Regions from separate parts of the Sus scrofa genome. Here region 1 is linked to region 2. Evidence: chromatin contacts called from public HiChIP or PLAC-seq data. All regions are on one chromosome and are shown on one strand. Each heading gives the region's core, a stretch centred on a gene start, on an enhancer-like site or on the middle of the called end of the contact. The rest is flanking DNA. Distances are from core to core; before and after follow the strand shown. Region 1 holds the start of RANBP9 (ran-binding protein 9). Region 2 holds the start of GFOD1 (glucose-fructose oxidoreductase domain-containing protein 1).

Region 1 (4,918 bases), core at 341-2,840, 200 kb before region 2:
ATCAAACAAGAGGTTAGAATTATCGGATATTTTTATTAAGGAACAACAGGGCATCCAGTTGCTGGGTAATTGAGGGAAAAATTAGACTCAATGACTATTAGTTCTGGCCAGGCATTGAGGGCCTTCAATTAAATCACCATTTACCTACCCTCTTCAAGACAAAATAAATCTCCATTCAGCCAAAAACGTTCCTGACCTGTTTGGCCCAACAATGACCCTGGTATCTTTGGAAGCAAACAAAATACCAGAATTGATATCGTGTAGATTACATGCGGAAAGCTCGATTTTTTTGCCAGCTAAGGAAAGGATCACCTGAACGAAGGGAAGCGGTGAAAACAAAATAGTAATGTTAGGTAGACGGTCAGAGAGCAAAACTTGGCGAGTTGTGCCCAAGTAGTCTACCAAGCAAATCACTACTGGGAATTGCAAAGTAGGAAGTCCTATTTTTGACTCTGCTGACCTCAGTGAATATTTCCTTGTTTTAAAAATGAGCATAATTCTTTGCTACCTAACCACGAGGCCTGTGATGAAAATTAATGAGTCTATAAAAGGTTTTGATGCCTCTTGAAGCCCTTCCGAAATACACCTTGTGTTCATACGGTTCGTGTTCCTGCTCTTTGAAGAAATGCCAATCTTTATTAGTTTTCCTAATAAACGAGTGACACTTTCTGCCACTCCAGGTTCACTTTAAGGCCTCATAAAATTAGTAAAATGCTCCCTGTTTTAAGTGGGAGACTTCCCCCTCAGAAAGGGTTATGTTAGGTATTGAGGACCGTGAAGCACGCAGAGCAGTTGGTTTGTAAAGAGCGAGGCGGCCAGCCGGGTCCTGCACGGAGGCACGAGCTCGAACAGAGCCCGAGCAGCCGGCGGACGCCTCACCTCCGGGAACCCGAGCTCCTGCGTTCGGCCGGAGCTCGTGGACCGGGCTCGCGGCGGCGCCAGCGGGGCTCGATTACTTTCGTCTGGGCGAGAAGCGGCCCCGCCGCGCCAGCGGGAACCCTACGGTGGGGAGGTGGGGCGACGACAACAAAAAGAAGTAAAGTAGGAGGAGGTTCTCCCGGGGAGGAACCGGGCGGGCGCGAGGAGGTGACGGGCTCTCGGGGACGGCGGGGACGCCCGCGCCCGGCCGGCCGGCGGGCAGCCGGGGGACCCGGGCAGAAGCGCTCCGCCCCGCGCCGCCGTCCTCCCCAGCGCCGCCTCCGCCCGGCGCCGGGACCCCCGCGGGCCAGCCCCCGCCGCCCGCGCGGCCCCGCCCCTCGTGCCGCGCTCGCGCCTCCGGCCCCGCCCCCTCGCCCAGCGCCGCCCGCGCGCAGCGTCTCGCGCCGGCCCGGCCCGCCCGCCGGGAAACAGCCGCGAGAGCAGCGGCCGCGGCGGCCGCTACCGCGCCTTCTCCTCCCGCGCTCCCGCCTCGCCCCCGCCCTCGGCGCCTCGTCCCGGGCCCGCGCCCGCGCCCCGGCCAACGTTCTCTCGGGGCCTCCCCCGGCCGGCCGCTCACTCCCCCGGCTCCGAGCGCCCCAACCGTCGCGCTCTCTCTCCCTCCGCGCGCGGCCAGCCGCCTGCTTCCGGGGCGGGCGGACTGGGCGCCTGGTGCCGGCGGCCGCAGCGACAGCGCCCCCGGGAAGCGGAGGAGGAAGGAGAGAAGAGGTGGAGGTGGCCGCAGGCTGAGTCGCGGCCGGGATGTCCGGGCAGCCGCCGCCGCCGCCGCCGCCGCCGCCGCAGCAGCAACAACAACAGCAGCAGCAGCTGCCGCCGCCACCGCCGGCGGCCGTGGCCCCGGTGCCCGGAGTCGTCTTGCCGGCACCCCCGGCCGTCAGCGCCGGCTCCTCACCGGCCGGCTCACCAGGCGGCGGCGCGGGCGGCGGCGGTGGCGGCTTGGGGGCCGCGGCGGCCGCCCTGCTCCTCCACCCGCCGCCGCCGCCGCCGCCCCGGCCACCGCGGCCCCGCCGCCGCCCCCGCCGCCCCGCCGCCCGCCTCGGCGGCCGCCCCCGCCACCGCGCCCCCCGCACCCCCGGGCCTCGCCGCGGGTCCCGGCCCGGCCGGAGGCGCCCCGGCCCCGGCCCTGGCGGCAGGCAGCAGCGCCGCGGCGCCTTTCCCGCACGGGGACTCGGCCCTGAACGAGCAGGAGAAGGAGCTGCAGCGGCGGCTCAAGCGCCTGTACCCGGCCGTGGACGAGCAGGAGACGCCGCTGCCCCGGTCCTGGAGCCCGAAGGACAAGTTCAGCTACATCGGCCTGTCTCAGAACAACCTGCGGGTGCACTACAAAGGTACTGGGCGTGTGTCCTGCGGTGGGAGCAGGGCCGCCGACCCCGGCCCGCCCCCGCCCCCAGCCCTGCCCGGGCCCGGTGCCCTCGGAGGGGACTCGCCACGGGCTCTGCTGCTCCGAGGGCGGCCTTGGGGTCGGGAGAAAGGGGCGGTTCTGGGCAGGGGAAGGTGAGTTTAACGCCCTCGGATCTAATGGAGCTGGTAATCCCAGGCCAGGAGCAGGACACCTTGGGGGAATCCAGGATGACAGGACATAACTCGCTTTCTGATTTCCCTTCGAGATAAATCGTAGGGCCGGGATGGAGGAATCTCTGGGCTCGGAGTTGGGTTACATTGTTCTCCAGGTGGTGGTGGGTCAGGCGCTCTCCTCTTACGTGGGGGGAAGAGAGGCACGGTGCTGAGGGATAATTTCTAATTAAGGGAGAGCAGGGACGTGTAGGGGGAGGAGTAATCAGTGGAGGATTTTGCCCAAAATTAGGCCAGAAACCGTCTAGGGGGACAAAAGGACCGGGGCCCAAGTTTGGCGTCGGTGTATCTTGCTGAAAGCTACGGGAGGGTAAGAGAGGTGAAACCTCTGGAGTACGTGTTTTCTTAGGGGAGCAGAAACCTACCTCTGCTGATTGGAAATGCCCCGTATTTATGCGTTGGCATTATATAAAGTCCTGCTGGAAACAGGGATTTGTTTAAAATGTTTTTTAGGATATCAGAGGAAATCGCCTGATGTTTTTCACCTGCAGTTAAAAAAACAAACATCCTTAGGCTCAGAGCTTGTCCCCCTCTTCCCTCACCTACCTCTCCTATGTGAAAACAAAGCTTTAAGCAGATCAGTTGTATTTAAAATTATAAATGGCCATAGGAATTTTTGAAATGTAGTCCAAATTAATAGCACACATCAAGTTTACTTGTCTGAGGTGGGGGGGGGGGATCAATCCAACATATCAGTCTATCCGGAAACAAATCCAGTTTTTTTAGGCCCCAAACCTGCTGCTTTTACATTCAAAGCAGCCTCATTTTGATTGGTTTCAAAGGGAGGGTCTTACTCAGATCCTAGTGACGTGGAGATAGAGGGTATAAACCACCATTGTGGTGAAATTCTTCAAGTTTACCCGACTGAAATTTGAGAAGAACCTTGATAAATAAGTTACTATTTAATCAGAAAGGAGAATGGCCGCAGAAATCTCCCAAATGATTTGGCTGCAAAGAATAACACACAAAAATAGGCCTTGTTGAGTAGTCTTTCCTTTTATCCATAGATCCAGAAAAGTACTTTCAATTTTAAATGTTATGGGTCTTAATTGAAATGGATGAAAATTCCAAAATATTGGACCTCGACTTTCTCTTTGGTAGAACATTTTGTTAATATCCTATGAAGACTACTATTTAATTTGTTTTAATTTGTGTGAACATTGCTATATTGTGTAAGTATTTACCTCTGATCTAGCTACCAGAATGCTTTTTGTTAGACCCCACAAAACTTTAAATTTATGATTAATGGTTAATAATTAGCTTACAAAATCAAAGGAAGAAGATCGAGGAGATTACTGAACAAAGGATTCTAGCTTTCCAAGTTCTGCCATCATTTGCGATGTCAAGCATTTTCGCAGCCAGGGCCTCAGTTTCTTCCTCTGAGTGATGAGGGAATTGAACTGGGTGATTTGTAAGGCAATTTCCAGCTCTGAATCTCTGTGATGCCTAAGATTTGTGATTACAGTTTACTTAGCACTGTAACATGCCTTGACTAGTTTTACCAGCTCCTTTTACGTAAAATTGATGATTTGGGTCAGGGAAAAGTGCATCTTATGTGAAATTGGTTGGAGTTTGGAGTATTTATGACCCTGCTGTCTCCGTTATTTTTCCTGTTGGCCTCTTTATTACTTTGTATTGTGTAATACTAAGATTCACTTTCTGGAAACTTCACTCTTTTATAAACATAAACATTATTTCTGGAAGAACAGATTTTGTTGTTTGTCATCTTTTTTCTTTCCTCTCCCTTTCTTCTGTCTCCCCTTTGTCTCTTCCTTCCCCCTTGTCCCAAACATGGACTCTTTTGCCCCCTTTTTCTGCCTCTTCCTCTGGTCATTTTTCATGTGTGTGAGTGTGTGTGTGTTTTTCCTGTTGTTCTTCTGTGTGCCTTCGGAGTGGACCACCCCAGAAGTTCTGCACATCTGAGCACAGGGGGGATCATAGGTAGTGGTAATCAAACTTGCAGTGACAAAATCACATTAAAAACGACTGTTCATAAAGTACTTTTGTATATTAGAGAATTTCAAAAGATTGATGATAATTATTTTCCAGAATGATGAGGATTTTCCTGACCTTTGAAGTAGAAATTTCTTTTGCTCTGAAGTATTCTGTTTTGAAGATGTTATTCTCCTAAAGTGGAGTTACTCTTTGGAAGCAGCGAAGGTCCTTAACCGAATCAAAGGGATTAATGCCAGCTCTGTACACAGACTTGATTGCATTGCAGATGAATTGGGTGTGTTGACTGTATGTTAAAAATTTTAAAAACACTTTGCTTAGCAGTCACACACCAAATGTTGAACCTCTCAAGAATGGCCCCTTTTATTTTTAAAATTCTTGTCAGCTTTGAATAAGTACAAATATACGACAAACTTAGACCTAGTTGTAATGATAACTTTATCCCAGCCTAAGCATT
Region 2 (4,696 bases), core at 1,160-3,659:
TGCTTGTGATGTTTGTTGAGATGCAGATAACAGGAGGAGAAAAGGTTTGGGAGGAGGGTTGGAAATGAAGCACTCTGTTTTAGACCCATTCTGTTTTAGTTTGAGCTGCTGCCAGGATTCCGTTTTGTCTTTCATGAATGGGGATCACATTTAATTTTCATATTTCTTGTGAGAATCAAATGTGATCATTTTCTTTTCATATTATGTGGACGAAAGGTTTATTTGTATTCACACTGAAGCTAGGGGTAGAATTCCCTTAAAAAGAACAGAAACAAAACTCCCTCTTATTGGCCCGATGTTGTTCTCTTGTCTAAATGCCTCTCACGTCAAGAAACGACATTGAGGAGTTTCTGCTGTGGCTCAGCAGGTTAAAACTCCAAGTAATACCCACCAGGATGCAGCGTCAATCCCTGGCCTCACTCACTTGGTTTGGATCCGGTATTGCCTTGAGCTGTATTGTAGGTCACAAATGCGGCTCGGATCTTGCATTGCTGCGGTTGTGGTGTAGGCCAGCAACTGTGGCTCTGATTTGACCCCTAGCCTGGGAACTGCCATATGCCACAAGTGCAGCCCTAAAAAAAAAAAAAAGAAAGAAAGAAAGACAGAAATGATGTTGAGGAATTTCCTGGTGCCTTAGCAGCACAGAAAAAAAGAAAAAAAAATGATGTTGATAACAGACCCACTCTCCATTTCTTTAACATTTATTACTATGTGCTAGACACTATTCTAAGAACTTTATAAAACCAACTCGTACAATCCTTCAAAATCCTCATTGGTGGATACCATTATTCCTTCCACTTTACAGATGCAACTGGCCCAGGCAGGTCAACTCATTTTTAGGATCTTACAGCTAGTAAATAGCAGAGCCAGGAGTCAATCCCAGATGCTCCAGCTCTGCTTCCAGCCCCAATGCCCAGCGCCACGTCCTCTGCTCCCCATGAACGGTGCCATCTTTGACCCATGACCTGGCCTCTGGGTACTGAGAAGGTGCCCCCGGTCAAGAATCATTGCTGCACCGCCACCACCGCGGGCGTTCCTGCCTGGCTTCTTAGAACTCCTCTGCTCTAAAGAAGCCTGTCAATATTGATGGCAACCCCCCTTTTGTCTCTGCCACTCCAGCACTCAGCGTCCTTTGAGCCTGTCTCCCAAGGCCCTGAGGTGGGCCTCCTCCCTGTATTATTACACCCACGCATTTTTGGAGTCCTGCTCTCTTCTCGCGCCCTGCCTCATTACCAGCTGTTACAAGTTGTTTTAAAAACTTCTAAGTATCAGGCTTTTCACTCCTGTGTTCAAGCAGACCTTGTGCCACATTGAGCCGAGTGCCAAAGACAAGAGATGAACATGGCAGGACGCCTGACCTTTCGGCACCGAGCAGGTGCAAAGCGGGCATTCAGCGAAGAATATCCATTCATTTATTTAGCACATGTTTATTGAGCGCTTACTACAAGCCAGGCAGGCTGTGTGCTAGGTGCGAGGATTCGGCAGGAAACCCCTCCCGGAGCATGGGGAGAGTCTCCGCCGGGCAGAGGGCTCGGGAAAGGAGCTGAGGCCCTGGAAAGTGGCGGTGAAAAAACCGAAGCATGAGGCTAGAGGCTGGCGTGCCCTCTCGCTGAGCGACCCCTCTGTCTGGAAACCCAGATGCAACACACACGTGCGGGACCCTTACCCCACAGCTGCTGCCAAGCACAGCAGCGTCCACGCGGTGGGTGAGGAAGGCGGCTGGGCCGTGTGTGCGCAAGCGGGTGAGGGTGGCGCACGATTAGAGCTGGCTCTCTTAGAAGGAGAGGGGAGAACTCCAGGCCCAAACTGCAGCCTGGATTCCAAAACCAGACATGTTGTGCGACCTTGCGCAAGTCCCTAATCCTTCCCAGGACTCAGTTACATCATCAGTTAAATGGGTTTCCAATAACCTTAGGGTTGGTGCGAGGATTTAGAGAGAATGCGTGGAAAGCTTCTCTGGTGTAGTTCCCAGCCTGGAGGAAAACATCCCCGGAGCGGACGGAGGTGGTAATTACCCGCTGCTCACACCTCGCCGCGTCCCCGGGCCTCCCCCGGGCCAGGTCACCCGCTGCTCTCTGCCGAGGTCCAGACGACGAGCCTATTGGGGCGTGCCCTGTCTCCATAGATTCATTGGCTTGCTTGGGGCGGGGTTCGGAAAGAGACGGGGAGAAAGAGGAGGTGGTGGAGGGCGAAGAAAGGGGAGACGCGCGCTGGGCTGGAGGCGAACGAGGCGGGGCCGGGGAGGAGCCGGGCGTGTTCTGGGTCCCCGCGCTGCGCGCACCCGGAGCCCGCGGCGGCGGAGGCGGGGGCGGCGCGCGGCGGCCAATGGCGCGGGGCGCTGCGGCGGGGGCGGGGCCAGGAACCCCCGGCCGCTGACAGCCCGACTCGCCAACTCCGCCCTCGCCCCGCGGGATCCCGGAGCCCGAGCCGGCCCCGGGCCCAGGCCGCCCGCGCCGCGCGGCGAGAGAACATGGCAGCAGAATGAGGAGGCTGGTCCCGGGTCGTGGCCGCCACCGCCGCCGCCGCGCTGCAGCTCCAGTTCCGCGCCCCACGCCTTCCGAGCCGTATGCTTAGCCGGCCTCCTGGTGGCCGTCGGTTTATTTCACACGGAGCGGCGGGCGGGGAGGAAGGGGACCCCGCCGCTCAGCCGGTCCGGGCTCCGGCAGCGTGTCGCGGCTTGTGCGTGAGACTCGCCGGCTGCGGAAGCGACGCGGGGGACAGCCGGTCCCGGGCGCGGGGATGAGCCGGCCATGGAGCGGCCTCAGCTGGGCGCACGCAGCCGGCTGGCGCTGCGGCGGGAGCGCCGCTTGAGCCGGGGCTCCGCGGGGCTTCGGGGCCTCGGGCGCCGCGGGAGGGTTCCTGCCGCCGCCTCCGGGAAGGACGGGAGCCCTGCGTGGCGGACACTGCAGCAGTCACCGAACTGAGGCGCCCGAGCCCGCTCCGCCTGCAGCTCGGTGTGCTCTGGGCACCCGGGCGCCTTGCCCACGGCGGCTGGCGCACCGCGGCGAGCTGGGTGCGGGACTGGCTAGAGGGGTGTGTGTGCGCGTGTTCGACCGGAGATCCGAGCTAAAGTAGAATCAGGTGGACTCAAGCAGCCATGCTACCCGGGGTGGGCGTGTTCGGCACCAGCCTCACGGCCCGTGTCATCATCCCGCTGCTGAAAGACGAGGGCTTCTCGGTGAAGGCGCTGTGGGGCCGCACGCCGGAGGAAGCGGAGGAGCTGGCCAAGGAGATGAGCGTCCCCTTCTACACCAGCCGCATTGACGAGGTGCTGCTGCATCAGGATGTGGACTTGGTGTGCATCAACCTGCCGCCGCCCCTCACCAGGCAGATCGCTGTCAAGACCCTGGGTGAGCGACCCCTCCCCCACCTCCGCTCCAGACTTCTCTCTTTCCTCCCCCGCTGCTTTTCTCCTCTCGCCCCGGGTTCATCCCGGAAGCTTACACGGCATCCACGCGACCCGGGGCCCCGAGATCCTACATCCTACTCCGAGCTTTCTCCTTCCTCCCTGGCCTTCCCCACAACTACGCTTCCCTCCTCGGCTCTGGCACCACCTGGACGCGCTTCCCCACGTGTGTGGCGCGGAGGCTGCAGGAGGCGTGTGTTCCGGGGAAGCGGATCGGGCGGAGGAAATGGTGAAGACTGGGGATAGGCTGCTCGGGGGGGGGTGGGGAGGGGGGCACAAAACGAAGTCCCCCGCTGTGTGTGTGTGTATAGTGCCTGAGTGTGTGCGTGCGTGCGCGCCTGCGCGCCCAGGAACGCCAGAATAAAGGGCCCCACACGTGTGCCGGGTTTTCCCCGGGGGCGATTGACAACCTGACTTTCTGCAGATGTGGCGCCCTGCTGGGATAGTTTGTTTCTTTCTGCTGTGAGTTAGTTTAGTGTGACCTTAGAGATGTGACCCACGAGCTGCAATTATTTCCTCTTCGCTGAAAGTGAAGTGGTTGTATGAAGGGAGGAGATTTATTGGGACGATGCGGGGGTGGGGGCAGAGGTTACAGAGGATTTATTTGATTAAAACCAGAGGCATTTAACTTTCGAGTGGGGCATCCCAGGGATTGTCTTCTGCACAGACTTGGAACAACGGATCTTAAGATTGGAGGGGATGGGGGCAGTAATTGCAGAGGCACGGATGCTTTATGTGGGGAGAGGCCGCACGCTGCCAGTTTCCCGTGGAAGCGGGCGATAACCCGTCCTTCATTCCCGGTGGGAGTAGGTCCTAGGCCAGGTGTGGGCAAGCAGTTGGGGATGAGCTTACCAGCCTTCACCGTCCTGTTTCCCCCACCTACCCGCGGCCGACTGTCCAGAGCAGAGTGTCACTCACTGGCATGCCCAGAGGAAGAAGAGCCTGTTTTGTCCATCAGCAGTTCTGGCCTGAACCAGGACAGTTGCTCACTCCTTACCCTCCACTCCCGAGCAAATGTTATCCGCCACCCTTGAAAGTTGTATTTTTTTATTTTTTTATTTTTTTTTGAGGAAAGAAACAAAGCTTAGGGCCCAGGAGGCCACACTGGGGAAGAGTTAGAAGGCAAGAACTAAAAAGGAAGAGGGGAGCATCCAGAGACCAATGGTAATTTATGTCATCCTGGAGGGAATGTTTTATTTTTAAAAACAGGTATGGATGTAGGGGGTGATCTGGATCTGTTTTTTAATTCTGCTTTCTGAGAACTCTGGCCAGAATGGAGAGCTCTTTCTC

Evidence for each region. HiChIP or PLAC-seq counts read pairs in DNA pulled down with a chosen protein or histone mark.
Region 1: a contact with region 2 is called in an H3K27ac HiChIP or PLAC-seq map of skeletal muscle. The contact joins the promoter of RANBP9 here to the promoter of GFOD1 in region 2. A contact is called at or near these places in 1 of 47 Hi-C or Micro-C datasets (heart right ventricle) and 1 of 2 datasets of contacts at active chromatin or transcription factors (skeletal muscle).

The regions. Positions count from the first base shown.
Region 1 is chr7:10,054,429-10,059,346 of Sscrofa11.1, reverse strand. It overlaps RANBP9 (ran-binding protein 9), which reads left to right and starts at 1,590. Exons shown (of 16, transcript XM_021100196.1): 1 at 1,590-1,923; 2 at 1,926-1,956; 3 at 1,959-2,264. The coding sequence starts at 1,678.
Region 2 is chr7:9,851,991-9,856,686 of Sscrofa11.1, reverse strand. GFOD1 (glucose-fructose oxidoreductase domain-containing protein 1) reads left to right here and starts at 2,409. Exons shown (of 2, transcript XM_021100194.1): 1 at 2,409-3,635. The coding sequence starts at 3,098.